Linked DNA regions of Gasterosteus aculeatus: region 1 is linked to region 2. A link is a contact called in public Hi-C data. All regions are on one chromosome and are shown on one strand. Each heading gives the region's core, a stretch centred on a gene start, on an enhancer-like site or on the middle of the called end of the contact. The rest is flanking DNA. Distances are from core to core; before and after follow the strand shown.

What was found. A called contact is a pair of places that touch in the nucleus more often than the background predicts.
Region 1: a contact with region 2 is called in a Hi-C map of skeletal muscle, with 9 times the contacts expected there. The contact joins the enhancer-like site here to the promoter of LOC120824463 in region 2. A contact is called at or near these places in 3 of 6 Hi-C or Micro-C datasets (skeletal muscle and tail fin).

Annotation. Positions count from the first base shown.
Region 1 is chr8:20,824,392-20,830,739 of fGasAcu3.hap1.1, reverse strand. It overlaps LOC120823898 (tumor protein 63), which reads right to left. Exons shown (of 12, transcript XM_040184361.2): 3 at 120-306; 4 at 1-26. LOC144411494 (a long non-coding RNA gene) reads left to right here and starts at 5,185. Exons shown (of 2, transcript XR_013468681.1): 1 at 5,185-5,705; 2 at 6,276-6,348. Within about 2 kb of position 1,734, at least 2 of the 9 cell types and tissues checked have open chromatin away from gene starts, as enhancers often do.
Region 2 is chr8:20,736,915-20,743,549 of fGasAcu3.hap1.1, reverse strand. It overlaps LOC120824463, which reads left to right and starts at 5,355. Exons shown (of 10, transcript XM_040185352.2): 1 at 5,355-5,507; 2 at 5,751-5,816; 3 at 6,134-6,469. The coding sequence starts at 5,448. LOC120824312 (growth arrest and DNA damage-inducible protein GADD45 beta) reads right to left here and starts at 1,430. Exons shown (of 4, transcript XM_040185039.2): 1 at 790-1,430; 2 at 480-578; 3 at 136-358; 4 at 1-17. The coding sequence starts at 833.

The DNA.
Region 1 (6,348 bases), core at 485-2,984, 91 kb before region 2:
CAGGTGACTGGGAGGAGCAATCTGACCTGGAAGCAGCGACCGATGTCAATAAAAAAACGACCCCCACGATTCCCCCCCGGAGACACAACGCCGTCCTCCTTCCCAACAGTGACACTGACCGTCGTTGAACTCGCGGCTGAGCTCGTGGTTCGGGCAGCGCTTCACCACCTCCGTCACGTGCTCCGCCTTCTTGTAGACGGGCATGGCCCGGATGACGGCGCCCTGCGGCGGGTTGGTCAGCACTTTGATCTGGATGGGGCAGGTCTTGGCGATCTGGCAGTACAGCTTCTTGAGGTCCGTGGAGTACTGGGGGAGAGGGAGAAAGGCGTCAGACGCGGTGAACAGCTGCCGCCCGGAGCGCAGGGCTGTGATTAGCACGTCCGTAAAGACGCCGGCGTGGAACCGCGGCCTCTGGGGCTTCCTTTGAGGGCCGTAAAGTGGACCCTCCGGCCGCAATTACACCGGGGGCCTGGCTTTCATCTCCCGGCCTGCCTCTCATCACGGGGGGGCCCCCGCGGGGTCCGTCTCCAGCGCCCTTCTGTCCCCCCAAATAAACCCCTCGAATGACACCTTCTTCAGCTCGGGGCTCAACGAGCAGGAGACCACCTCAGGTTCTGGTTCTGAGATGAACCGGTGTTTCCTCTCCAGCTAACCCACGGACAGCAGGCGGAGAGCCGTGTCAACGCTCCATAGACGATCGAATTCGTGCTGTAGCTTTTGTCCACGTCGTGGAGAGACAAGACAAGTTCTTCATGTCCTGATCGAGGGTGAAGACCAGAAGAGATTTTCACTAAACTGAAGACTTGTTTTGTCTCCCAAACAAGTCTTCTTTCAGACCAAAATATAGAAGACGTTTACTTCAATAATTCCCATAAATTAACGGTAAAGTTTATACCGATTATCTTTTATAATAACTATAAAAGTCTTCGTCTTCACGTAGTGATGAATCTTTAATTCTTTGACCCTCTTCAGCTGAAGTGTCTTCAACATGTCGGTCGTGTGACTAAACTCACTAAAATGAGGAGCTCCTACTTTACATTACGTTACTTTACTTTACATTACATTACTTTACATTACATGACATGTCATTTAGCTGACCCTTTTATCATAAGCGACTTACAATAAGTGCATTTCAACCATACAGATACAAACCCAGAAGAACAAGAAACAAGAAAAGTGCCATTTCATTAAATAAGCAATAAACTTGCTATAGAAAGACACTCCTCGTGAAAAGAATTTTCCTTAATACAAGAGACCAACAGGGAGGTCCTGTGATTATATCGATGCGGTCATATGTTCTTTTGATCTGCACTGTGAAGGCGGCGGCCATGTTTAGATGCTTTAAGGACGCGTTCCCGTCACACGATGTGATGCTTTGAGACATTGAACTGACTGTTGTCTGAAATCAAAGCAGCTTCGGGAAAGAAAAGAAAAGCCTAAGATGGATGGTTGGAGCTGCTCCTAACCTGATACCCCGTGTGCCTCCGTCACTCAGCTAAATGAGGTGGAGACGAGCACAGAGAGGAGGAGGAGGAGGAGCAGGAGGAGGTGAAGACGCTCAGCAACAGGCTGCTTTAAGGCAGAATCAGAGATCTAATCAGAGAAGAGAGGTTTGTTTAGATCATAATCCTACAGTCACACACACACACACACACACACACACACACACACACACACGACTCCCTCCCAACCCTCGGGGTACAAACTTTAAACACACACTCAGCTATGCGCTGCTGGAGCGTTCAGGGCGGAGGACAGCGGGTTGACTGATGGGATTCAGTGGCTCACACAGGGCGCGGTGCGTTCAGGTGTTAACATGTAATTATGAGCCTTTCATTGGTCACAATGTGAACTGCAAACACTCGGCGGCACAATGCGGAGCCGCTCCATCACACAACCGCCCGAAAGCGTGTTTGCAGGGAAAACACGCACGTGACTAGGCGAGGGGGAGGAGGAGGCGAACCCCCGACCCCCCGACCCCCCCCACGGCTGCAGGACGTCCTCCTATTAATGCCTCCACTGCCGTGCATGTGTGCGTGGCCACTTTCCAACACGCACAAAACACACACACTTCCCGTGCGCCGCAGGTCGGGGCAGGCCCGGCGCTGTGGCGTTCCTCCGCGGCTGACAGGCGCTGCGGGCGCATGCTCCAGTCAAGTCCCGACAAACACGGAGGGCCTTAAACAAGCGCCGTTTGGCGCCTCCGGTCTTGTCCTCTTCATTCCTGGCGTGTCCCGTCACGCCCGGAGCTTCTCCCTGATCTGTCTCATTCAACAGTTGCTTCACTCGGAGGACGGAGGTGAGACACCTGCCCCTGGTGCAACGCCGAGGCGGAGGGGAGGAGCGCGACCTTTTCTGCGAGGGCGGTGACACCTGAACACCGACGGGCCGAGAGTCAAACACGCGGGTTTAACCCCCTGAATCCCCCCCCCCCGGCGAGGGTTTAGGGAGCGTTCTGTCTCTGTGACCTTGATTTTCACTGCAATGTAAAAGTGCTGCAGAAAAACGATTTTACAAACATCGGGAGACGATGGATTCTAACGTGTTTCACACACTGAGGAGAGTCTGTCTCAATGGATCCTCGCTCAGGAGCTCTTTTTTAACATAATCTGTCTTTATTTGGGGGCGGGATTTTAAACAAAACTTCACTCTCACAATCCGGGCTGCGTTTCGGTGACTTTCGGTCAGAAATCCCACGTGACGCGTTCGCGGATCGCCTGATAGGTGGATCTGTGATGAAGATGAAGGCTGTTAGAGCCCAGGATATTAGTTATTAGTTCAGCACCTGATGTCTGCACGCAAACATAACACGCGGTCGGTTTGAGAGCTGAGAGACGATGACGTTCTCACATCTTCGCTTCTCTATTTACACAACTGCAGCGCGTCGCGGTGAATCACTGCTGCTGCTCTCAGATCACACAGCTATTTTTTTTTTTTTTTCCACCTCGACGATGAAGATCTCCTCCTCAGCCCGGCTCATAAAAAAAAAAAAAAAAGAAGGAAAAGAAGGAGAATAAATTCCCCCGTGCGGCTCTCAGGGCTCCGTCTCCCGGGCGAGTCGGGACAGGCGCTCTGACACAAACAAGTCTCGGCTCCATCTCGTGAGGCGTGGGACGGGCCCGCAGATGTTCCAGCGACAAGCTGCGTCTTGCCGCCTTTCGCTGGAACACTCTTCTCTTTGAGCAATGCAAATGCTCTCCTCCTCCTCCTCCTCCTCCTCCACCTCCACCTCCACCTCCACCCCCTCCTGCGGCGCAATGTGAGATGCGACCACGGAGCTTAAGTCTGTGAAAAAGACGGAGCCCACTCTCAGAGCAACGGGTTCAGCCGAGAGCCACACGCTATTTACACGAGCATTATCTGCAGGCCCTCCATCCATTACTGTAATCCCTGCTGCTCTGACATTCCTCTGCACACACACACACACACACACACACACACACACAACTTCAGAAGCACAACAGAAGCATGGATGCATGCGCTGCGTTCAGAGGGAGTTCACAGAGAAGAAGGAGTGCCCACGAGGAAGCCGGGTGGGAGCAGCCTTCTGGGAAATGCTGAGCGTGTGCGTGTGTGTCACTCTCGTCCCAGACAGGAAGAGGTTAAGGTGTGGGCTGCAGATTAGGTGTGTCTCAATCTGAGACAGTCATCAGAAAAGCAACTGTCCACTAAGTCCTGAGGAGGATCCTGCAGGTCTCCAAAAAAGATCCGTGCACAGGGAGACGTCCGACCAGCTGACCGTCAGAACATTAGAACGCCAGAGAAGGAGACCACAAGTCCACCAGACCACCAGAGGACCAGACCACCAGAGGACCAGACCACCAGAGGACCAGACCACTAGAGGACCAGTCCACCAGAGGACCAGTCCACCAGAGGACCAGTCCACCAGAGGACCAGTCCACCAGCGGCTCACATCCTGGAGTTTTGGCACAGATCTGCACGGATTAGATGAGGGACCTTCTGAGTGGAACCCACAGAGGAGTCTTTCCGGGACAAAGTGAAATGTCTTCAGCGGGCGAAAGGACCGAAATAACAGTCAGATGTTGTTTGGCTTCTTTTGAATGTTTTTATAATATAATAAAAAACAGCTCCACCATTAACACAAAAGTCTAGAAGGCCGTGATTTCCAGATAATTTAAAACCAAATCAATAAGAGATGAAGAAGTTTCAACTAAAAAAAACCTGCATCAACATCCAATATAGATTTTATAACTTATATTTACTGTATATATTTACTGTGTATATATATATATATATATATATATATTTCTTCACTATTTCTTTCCTTTCAGACATGAATTCTTTTTGTAATCATGCAGAATTATTACCTCTGTTTAAGTTAATATCATAAACGTGCGACGCAGGTTCATTTACAACCACTTTAGGTGTTGTTGTGTTTGAACATGCAAATGAGGCCTGATGTTGTGGTAACTTTTTTGGCAAAGACCACAGAGGTGAGAAAGCACGCGTGGTAACGAATAGCCATCTACTGGTCTCCATGTGGAGTCGGACCCATCCAACCAGTCTTGCGTCATGTGTTGTGACGAGGCGTGCCGCTCACCCGCCCGCACTTCGCACAAACACTTTTGGGACGCTGCAAATGAGCGGGACGCGTGAGGCGGTGTGGGAAGTGAGCGAGTGTCACGATCCCACAGTCAGGGTGTCCCGGAGGAATCCGTTGGGACGGTCCATCACGCCCCGACTTCACCTCACCCGGCGTATGTCACTTTACTTCGCTTCGAGTCACTTGACTTCCCTTAACTCCACCCATTTCAACTCGACTTCACTTCCCTCCACCTCACTACGGTGGCTTCGTTCAATATGAATGAATCAAATATCAGATCTTCAGTGTTGAGCAATTTCTTTACATTTAAGAGTTTATTTTATTTCTTGATGTGGATATAAATCGTTTTTTTTTTTTACCGCTTTGTTTCTGCTAAATTACCGTTTTTATCTGTCTTTTTCGTTTTAATGCTTCTTTTTTTAATTATTTACTATTTGCTTGTTATCGTTTTTAAATGTTCTAGTAAATTTATACAGTTAGTCACCTGTCTTGAGTGGGCGTCGGCCTCCTGTGTGACATCTTATCTGGATTTTATGCAGATTTTATCTTAAGTTTGTAAAAAAAATATTTAAAGACGAGACCAGGTACTAAATAAATGAATAAATGACGTAATCAGCAGCATGTGAATCAAGAACGAAAGTGAACCTGTCCTCTTTGCCACGGCGACGGCTTTGATTGACACAACAACAGCAGCCTTGCTCTATTTAACGAGGCGGAGGAGGGGGAGGCGGAGGAGCCGGGTAACGGAGCGGCACGCGGTGACGTCTCCTCCGTCACCAACAGAACTCAGACGAGATCCCCGGCAGAGATTTCCACAGTCTGTCAGCACTCGGACACGCGAGACTCGGATGTGAGGTGAACTCATCCGTCACGCGGCCGGCCTGACGGAGCTCAGGTGTGCCACATCTGGAAAGAGTCCAGAGTCCACACGAGAAGACGTCTGTCGGGGGGACGGCGGCCCGAGGACCGCGTCCCGCTCTCTGAAGCCTCGCGGCTCAGGTGACGCCGCGAGGCCAAGTTGTGCAACCCGAAGGTTACTTCCTCCTCCCTTCCCTCCAAAACCGGCCAACGGGATTCTTGCATTGGATGTTGGATTACTACAGAAGACAATCTGCACATCAAACCAACGGTTATCTAACAGGTTCTGTTCACTCGTATTATGTTCACGGGTTAAAGGAACCCGAGCGCGGTCACACGACTTCACGTCCTCACTAAAGCCGCTAAAAACGCCACGTTAAAGGTCAAAGGCTTCGCATTCACCCACAACACAGTTGTTTGTGCACTTTATTTTTAACTTTTATTTTAAATTTTAATCAATTCATGAAAAAAATAGTAAATTGTCTATTCTATATCCCCCTCATTGGCTTATATTTTATTTAAATTGTACATTTGTAAACATTTTCTTGCACAATGTTGTCTTATCTGTCTTACTGTTTGATGTCACGCACCAACCACCATGTCAAATTCCTCGTATGTCTGACATATTTTGGAAATAAATGTTTCCTGAAAAGCCGGAGTTCATGAACAAACATGGCGGTTCACAGCGTGACGAGCCGTATTATTCACTAGTTCACAAGTTCCTTGCAGACCGTTAAAATGTCTCGTATTAGATTAAAAAACAACAACAATTTCCCTCGGATTCCCCAGTTTTTGTAAAGTTTTCCGATCTAAAACATCAGGCGGCTTCTGGCCGCCATCTTTTCCCACACAGACTGCACGTTGGGAGATTAACTAAAGACTCCTCGCATCCCACCGGAAAACACGCCGCCACTTCCTGCGGGACT
Region 2 (6,635 bases), core at 4,106-6,605:
GGCTGCACCGGAGGGTTCTGCACGACAGAGAAAGGCGGCGTGAGACCTCCGGTATGCGTCACGTACTCATTACGTCATAGTGCGAGATCGAAATACATTCCGGTTCTGTTAGAATCAAAGGGGAGCTGGACTTACAGTGACCAGGATGCAGTGCAGGTCCCGGGGCTCGTTCCCGTTACTGTCCTCGGTGTCCTCTTCCAGCAGCTGGGACAGACGCGTCATGCCGGACACCCGCAGGATGTTGATGTCGTTGTCGCAGCAGAACGCCTGAAGCAGCGTGAAGTGGATCTGCAGCGCGATGTCATCTTCATCCTCCTCGTCGGTGGCGAGGACGCACAGGACCACGCTGTCCGGATCTCTGCAGGAGGAGGAAGAGGAGGAGCGCGGGTTAATGTCTGCGTCACTACGTCCGTCATTAGCCGTCATTGGCATACGATCAGGATGATGGACGGTGCAAAAGCTGCACAAATCAAACTTACACATTCATGAGTTTGGCGGACTCGTAGACCCCCACCGTGAGGGAGTCCTGCTTCCGAGCCGCGACCAGCAGCTCTTCCAGCGCAGTCACCGTCTCCATCCTGCAGGGACACGGAAGGTTAGAAACGTGGCCGAAACCGGCAGAGCGAGAACACGCGAAACGGCTCCCGGCGCGATTCAAGAGACCGGGTTGTGCTTCTAAAAACTAAATGAATATAGAAAATGATGCAATTGTATCCAGGGTTTAACGTTCTACTGCGTGCCGGCGCGCAATTACGCGCCGGTGCCAGCCAGGACGCGTCAGGGACTCACCTTTTCTCGGTGCTGTTGGAGCCGATGAACTCTTCCAGAGTCATGTTGAAGTCGGTAAAATAATCCACTAAATCCAGGATAAAAACAAGTATCCCGGAACAGAGTCCCAAACAAGCGTTAATCCGGAGCGGCGCAGAGATGCTCTGAAGCCCGCAGAGTGAATTCAAAGGTCCGTGAGAGAGAAGCCGTCTGCCTCCGAAGCGCAAAACCCGGGTCCTTTTATCTCTCTCCCCGCAGTGGGCGTCACCCCACCCGGCCGCCCGTCACCTCATTGGTCCGCCGCTGACAATAGATCCCCCGTACCCTGCGCTCATTGGCTGAGTGCGCAGCACACGCTGGAGATCCCACGTGGGTGGTTTCGGAGAAACCCCCGCTCTCTCCCCCCCCCCCCCCCTCCTCCTCCCCCTCCTCCTCCTCCTCCCGGTTTTCACACCCTCCAGGTTTGTTTACGGAGTTATTTCAGACTGGCGGAATTTCCAGCTTCTGCTCCTTCTCGCTGCACCTCCTCTCTTCTCCTTCACCTTGCTCCTTCCACCTGCACCTTCTACGCACTTCTTCCCTCTGCACCGCCTCCATGAAGCTGCAGCAGGTGACCGGCCTCGTGTTGGACTGTTACGTGGCTCGCGGGCAGCAGGTTGTGCAACATGGGTTAAAAATAAAAGATGGAAAAAGCGCGTCGATACGCACGAGGGGAAAGTCGCGAGACGCACTCGTGGTTATTGTTTCTGACACGGTCAGAACCGGGACCAGAACCGGGACCAGAGGGCTGACTGGTAACATAATCATAACATAAAACCATTGGTGCAACGCTTTTATTTCGAGTAAATGCGCTTCATCACAAGCACAGACAGACGCACGCGCATGTTCACACGCGTCCGGCGCCCCCCTGCGGCCCCGCAGTGACGCTGCAGCAGCGGGACCAGGAGGACATGTCGGGGCACGCTGAGGAACTGGTTCTGATGCGGGGGGGTTTGGTTTCTGGGTTTAGCGTTCAGCTTTCATCCAAATTGACTTACAATAAGTGCATTTAAACAAGAGGTGAGTCTCTGTTTGGTGAAGGAAAGTTTCCATTTTCAACATAAATAATGTTTCGTCAACCTGAACAACGAATGAAGCCTGAAGGCAACATTTAGATTCATTTCTAATTTCATGTTTCTTTCACTCTGATCTTCATACGGCGTTTAAATTAAATCTGCTGTATTATTGTATTTAATTCGGACATGATCTTCCATTCAGTCTGACTCTTACAACACTTATTTTACAAATTCATTCAGATTTCATAATCTATAAAATAGGAAGTTATTAGTTGAAGTTGGGGGTAAAGTAGAGATTAAAATCCTCGCCTGGTTCTCTGCTGCCACCTGCTGGTCTGATCCGGTTCCTACAGGAGGATTTTAAGACCGTCAGTAACTATGAGTGGAAATGTTTTTAAATAATAACATTTCGGTTGAAATGTACAATTGTGTTATTTTTCTCCTTGAATTCTCAACAAAATCATACAGTTTATTATTTTTATTAACTCCGCGTTCTTCACAGTTTATCATTAAAACTACAAAGGAAAGTAGAACACTTTTCTCTCACCGTAAAACATCCTTCTTTTGATGTGAAGCCATAAAGTTAAAGGTTAAGCAACTTTGCTGCTCTGTTCAAGTTTACGGGGATCTTAAACTATTCGGGTTTGTCTTGATAGTAAACTTTTGATTTAAAATAAAGGTTTAACATTTTTATAACGTTATTGTAAACATGACCCACATTGAATATTGTAAACATTTACAATACCTTGTTTTTAAAATTGTTCATATATTAAAGTGTTTGTTTTTTGGTCACAAGCTTGTTAACCACAATAAAAACACATTATTGAACCTTTTCAATACAAGTAAAAGACACAAAAGACCCTTCAATGTGAACTCTGAAGGAGACGTGAAAGGTGAGATTGATTATTGATGAAGCCTGTTAGCAGTCAATCACAATGATGATGAGGGCTGATCACATGACCTTGTGCTGCTCTGATGAAAACAATAAGTGATCAATACCTAAATCTCTATCCCTTGGTGATAAACTCCTGATTAACGATGAGGGAAGAAATAATCATCTGATGGAAACTTTTAAACGATTAATTTAGAACCAAAAAGATACAGAAAACAAATACTTGAAGTAAATCAAATAAAAATGTCCATAACATTTGAGAGTTTGATCTTAAAAACATTCAGTTCAACCAAGTGAAAAAACCTTAAAGGTGCGAAGCTAAAATATATAGAAATATGTAAACGTATCAGGTTAAAGTTTAAAGAATTTAAATACTAGAGTATTACTTTATAAACAAATACACTTAATACGGACAAAATGTACTTTTAGATCTAAATGCTCAGAGGCTTCATGATGTAAATGAAGTTTATTATAGAAAGATTGTGATTTTATGGTAATAAAGGGGAGCATATTAATGATAAAGTATTGCTTCTTAAAAAAATAGTTTAAAAGAAAGTTTTCAAGAGTAAAAGAAAGTTGGAGAGGAAAGTCAAGGAATCGTCGCGTGAAGCGTCTCATCCGTCTGCTACGAGGTGTCGATGGGTCGATTGATCACTGATCAGCGGGTCGTCAATCACTGATTTTATTAAGTTAACAAAAGGAAGTTTAATGAAGGGACAGAAAACCATCCCTAAAGAACAATACATTTTACAGAATAATATTAGTTCAGTTCCTTAAAATGTAAAACTAGAATTAAACATCTTTCAGGTTTCAGAAACTGTCGCTGCTTCCGTGATGATAAAAGACAAAAGAAGTTTCTGTGAGCCAAGTGTGTTTCTACTTTTTATTTATCTTTACTTTGAAAGGCTTTTCATTCATACAGAGTTTAAGAGTTTAATGTGTTAAAAGGGGAAATAAAGGTCTCCTTCTTTTAAAGCTTAAAATCTACGGACGTTTAAGGTTAAGATACATTTTCAGGAGACTATTAAAGTTTCAAATTGAAAGCATCAAGGCTGTTTTAAGGGTTCAATAATGCCATTTTAAAGAGGCAAGATTTAGACCCAGATGTGAATCCAAGAATCCACAAACGGACTAATTAAACCTTTTATTTCACAATACACAGATCTGATGTTTTAGTGTGTGTGTGTGTGTGTGTGTGTGTGTGTGTGTGTGTGTGTGTGTGTGTGTGTGTGTGTGTGTGTGTGTGTGTGAACCCTCCTGCTGGTTTGACACTCGTCTGCAGTCTGCAGTTTTTCCTCTCGGCATCATTTCCATCTCACACGTCCTAAAAAGCCTTGAAAGTCGACACACTCTGCTGCTGAATGTCAACTTTGCATTTTAAGCAGCTTCCTCCTGATTTTATTTTCAGTTCGTTCCTGCAGACTTTAAGCTGCCGGTTTGTCTCTGAAATCGATCCTGTTTGTTGTTTCATATTAAAAGGAATCAGAGCTGACGACATCAACGCGTGTGACGCGTTGATGTCGTCATCAGTGTGGTTAAAGCAGGGTCAAAGCGTTGGATCACGCTTAATCAGATAACTTTATTTTAACGAGGTGCTTTGGGATACTAGCAAGGTTTTAACAAAATACAACACATTTCTTGACCTATTTTGACATTTTTCAACAATATTTCTTGATCTATTACGTCCACACTTTTTTCCATCAAATGTTTCCACTTCATTTATTTAGACTTTTTTTTCACAAATTTTAAGACCTATTTTGGCTTTTTTTCTCAGTCACAGTTCGTTCATTTCTCAACCAAACTAATTTTTGTGTTTTTGTTCAGTTACCATTTTGATTTTTTGGCCTAATATTATTTTTGTTTTTTTGAACTATTATAGTTTTTTTAAATTAAATTGTTCAAACTAATACAATCAAACTTTTTGTCCTATAACATTAACTAACTGATATGTTATGGCTTGTTTGGATGTTTGGACATTCAATGACATTCTCATACATATTTAGATTTTTTTTTTAAATAAAAAAATAAATATATATATATATATATATATATATATATATATATATATATGTATATATATATATATATATATATATATATATATATATATATATATATATATATATATATAAAAACTATTTGATCCATTATAATTTGACTTCATATCCATGACATTTGTGTTTTGGGACATTTCTTTCCCATAACATGTTTTGATATCCATCCATCCATCCATCCATCCATTGTCAAACCGCTTATCCTGCACACAGGGTCGCGGGGGGGCTGGAGTCCATCCCAGCCAACTTCGGGCGATAGACAGGGTACATCCTGGATTGGTCGCCAGCCAATCGCAGGGCTACACAGAGACATACAACCATTCACACTCACATTCACACACCTACGGGCAATTTAAAGTCCCCAATTAACCTGATCCCCAGAGCATGTCTTTGGACTGTGGGAGGAAGCCGGAGAACCCGGAGAGAACCCACGCAGACACGGGGAGAACATGCAGACTCCACACAGAAAGGCCACTGGGTGGAATCGAACCCAGGACCTTCTTGCTGTGAGGCAACAGTGCTAACCACCACGCCACCGTGCCGCCCCATGTTTTGATATTCTTTTACTAATTTTGCATAATTTATTGTGAAAAGGTGTATCCGGAAGTGACCTCCCAATATCCGGTAAACTTGACGCATGGGTTTGTCCGTTAAATCTTTCCCGGATTGTTCCCGTTGATGATGGCAGCCATGACGGAAATGACAGAAGATCCCGTCCTCGGCGGGGCCGTGGAGCCGGTACGGTCTTTATTCGTTTCTCATATTCAGTTTTTAATTATAAAACATAAATATGTTAACTGCTCAACTGGTAGCAATCAACTAGCTTAACTAACTGACTAACCAGCCTAGCTAACAACCACGCACTCAACCGGCCGGTTGGCTCACTTTACCATAGATATGTATGAACTTTGCGGTTAGCATGCTAGCTAGCTACATTTAAAGCTAACGCTACATGCTAACGGTTACCTCTCATGTCCGCAGGCGGAGACCGTTACACACGAAACTTCACTCATAGAAACTTTTGAAAACCCTTTGGAATTTTTGCAGGTGTGTTTTGTTATTTAATTTTACAGTTTTTATGCCAATGAAACAAATAGTTTATGTGTCAACGTTTCACATGAAAGAGAGCAGTTTACCAAACTATTCAAACGTCGGCCAATTTTAATACTAGATTAAAAAACACCACATCTGATATCAAATTAAATTGTTAGAATAAAAAAAAATTAACATGGTTCTAACAATTGACACTTTGCACCCACAAATGACAGCACAAACTTGCCCAATTTAATTAGAATCCGATGGGCCTCGTTTTTTACCTTTAGTACAACGCGGATATTGTAGTGTTTTCTAATTCTGGATGGCAGCATGTTGAACCGACAGAACCTGCAGCGCCAGAAGAGACGGACGGCACAGAGAAACCAGAGCAGGAGGACAGACAGCAGGCTGAAGAGAGAGACACCGAGGAAGACGGGCAGAAGGACACACTGAGGGACGGAGAGAAAGACAATCAGCAGGACACACTGGGAGACGGAGAGAAAGACCGACAGCAGGACACACAGAGGGACGGAGAGAAAGACCGACAGCAGGACACACAGGAAGACCGACAGCAGGCTGAAGAGACAAACGGACAACCAGATGGAAGGCAGGAAGGGCAGACGGTTCGTCAACCTGCAGCTGAATCCTCCATTAAAGAGTCAAAGGTGAGGGTGTGTTTTATAAAACGATTTTCATGTGGAAAACTGGACCAAGACTTTGTATTTTGTAGAAAATATTGTGTGTATTTAATGTATCGGCATCATAGTTTTAGTATTTTTGCCTCATCTCATCTTTTGCCTTCGTAGTATAAAACCTGCTGCGATAATTCCC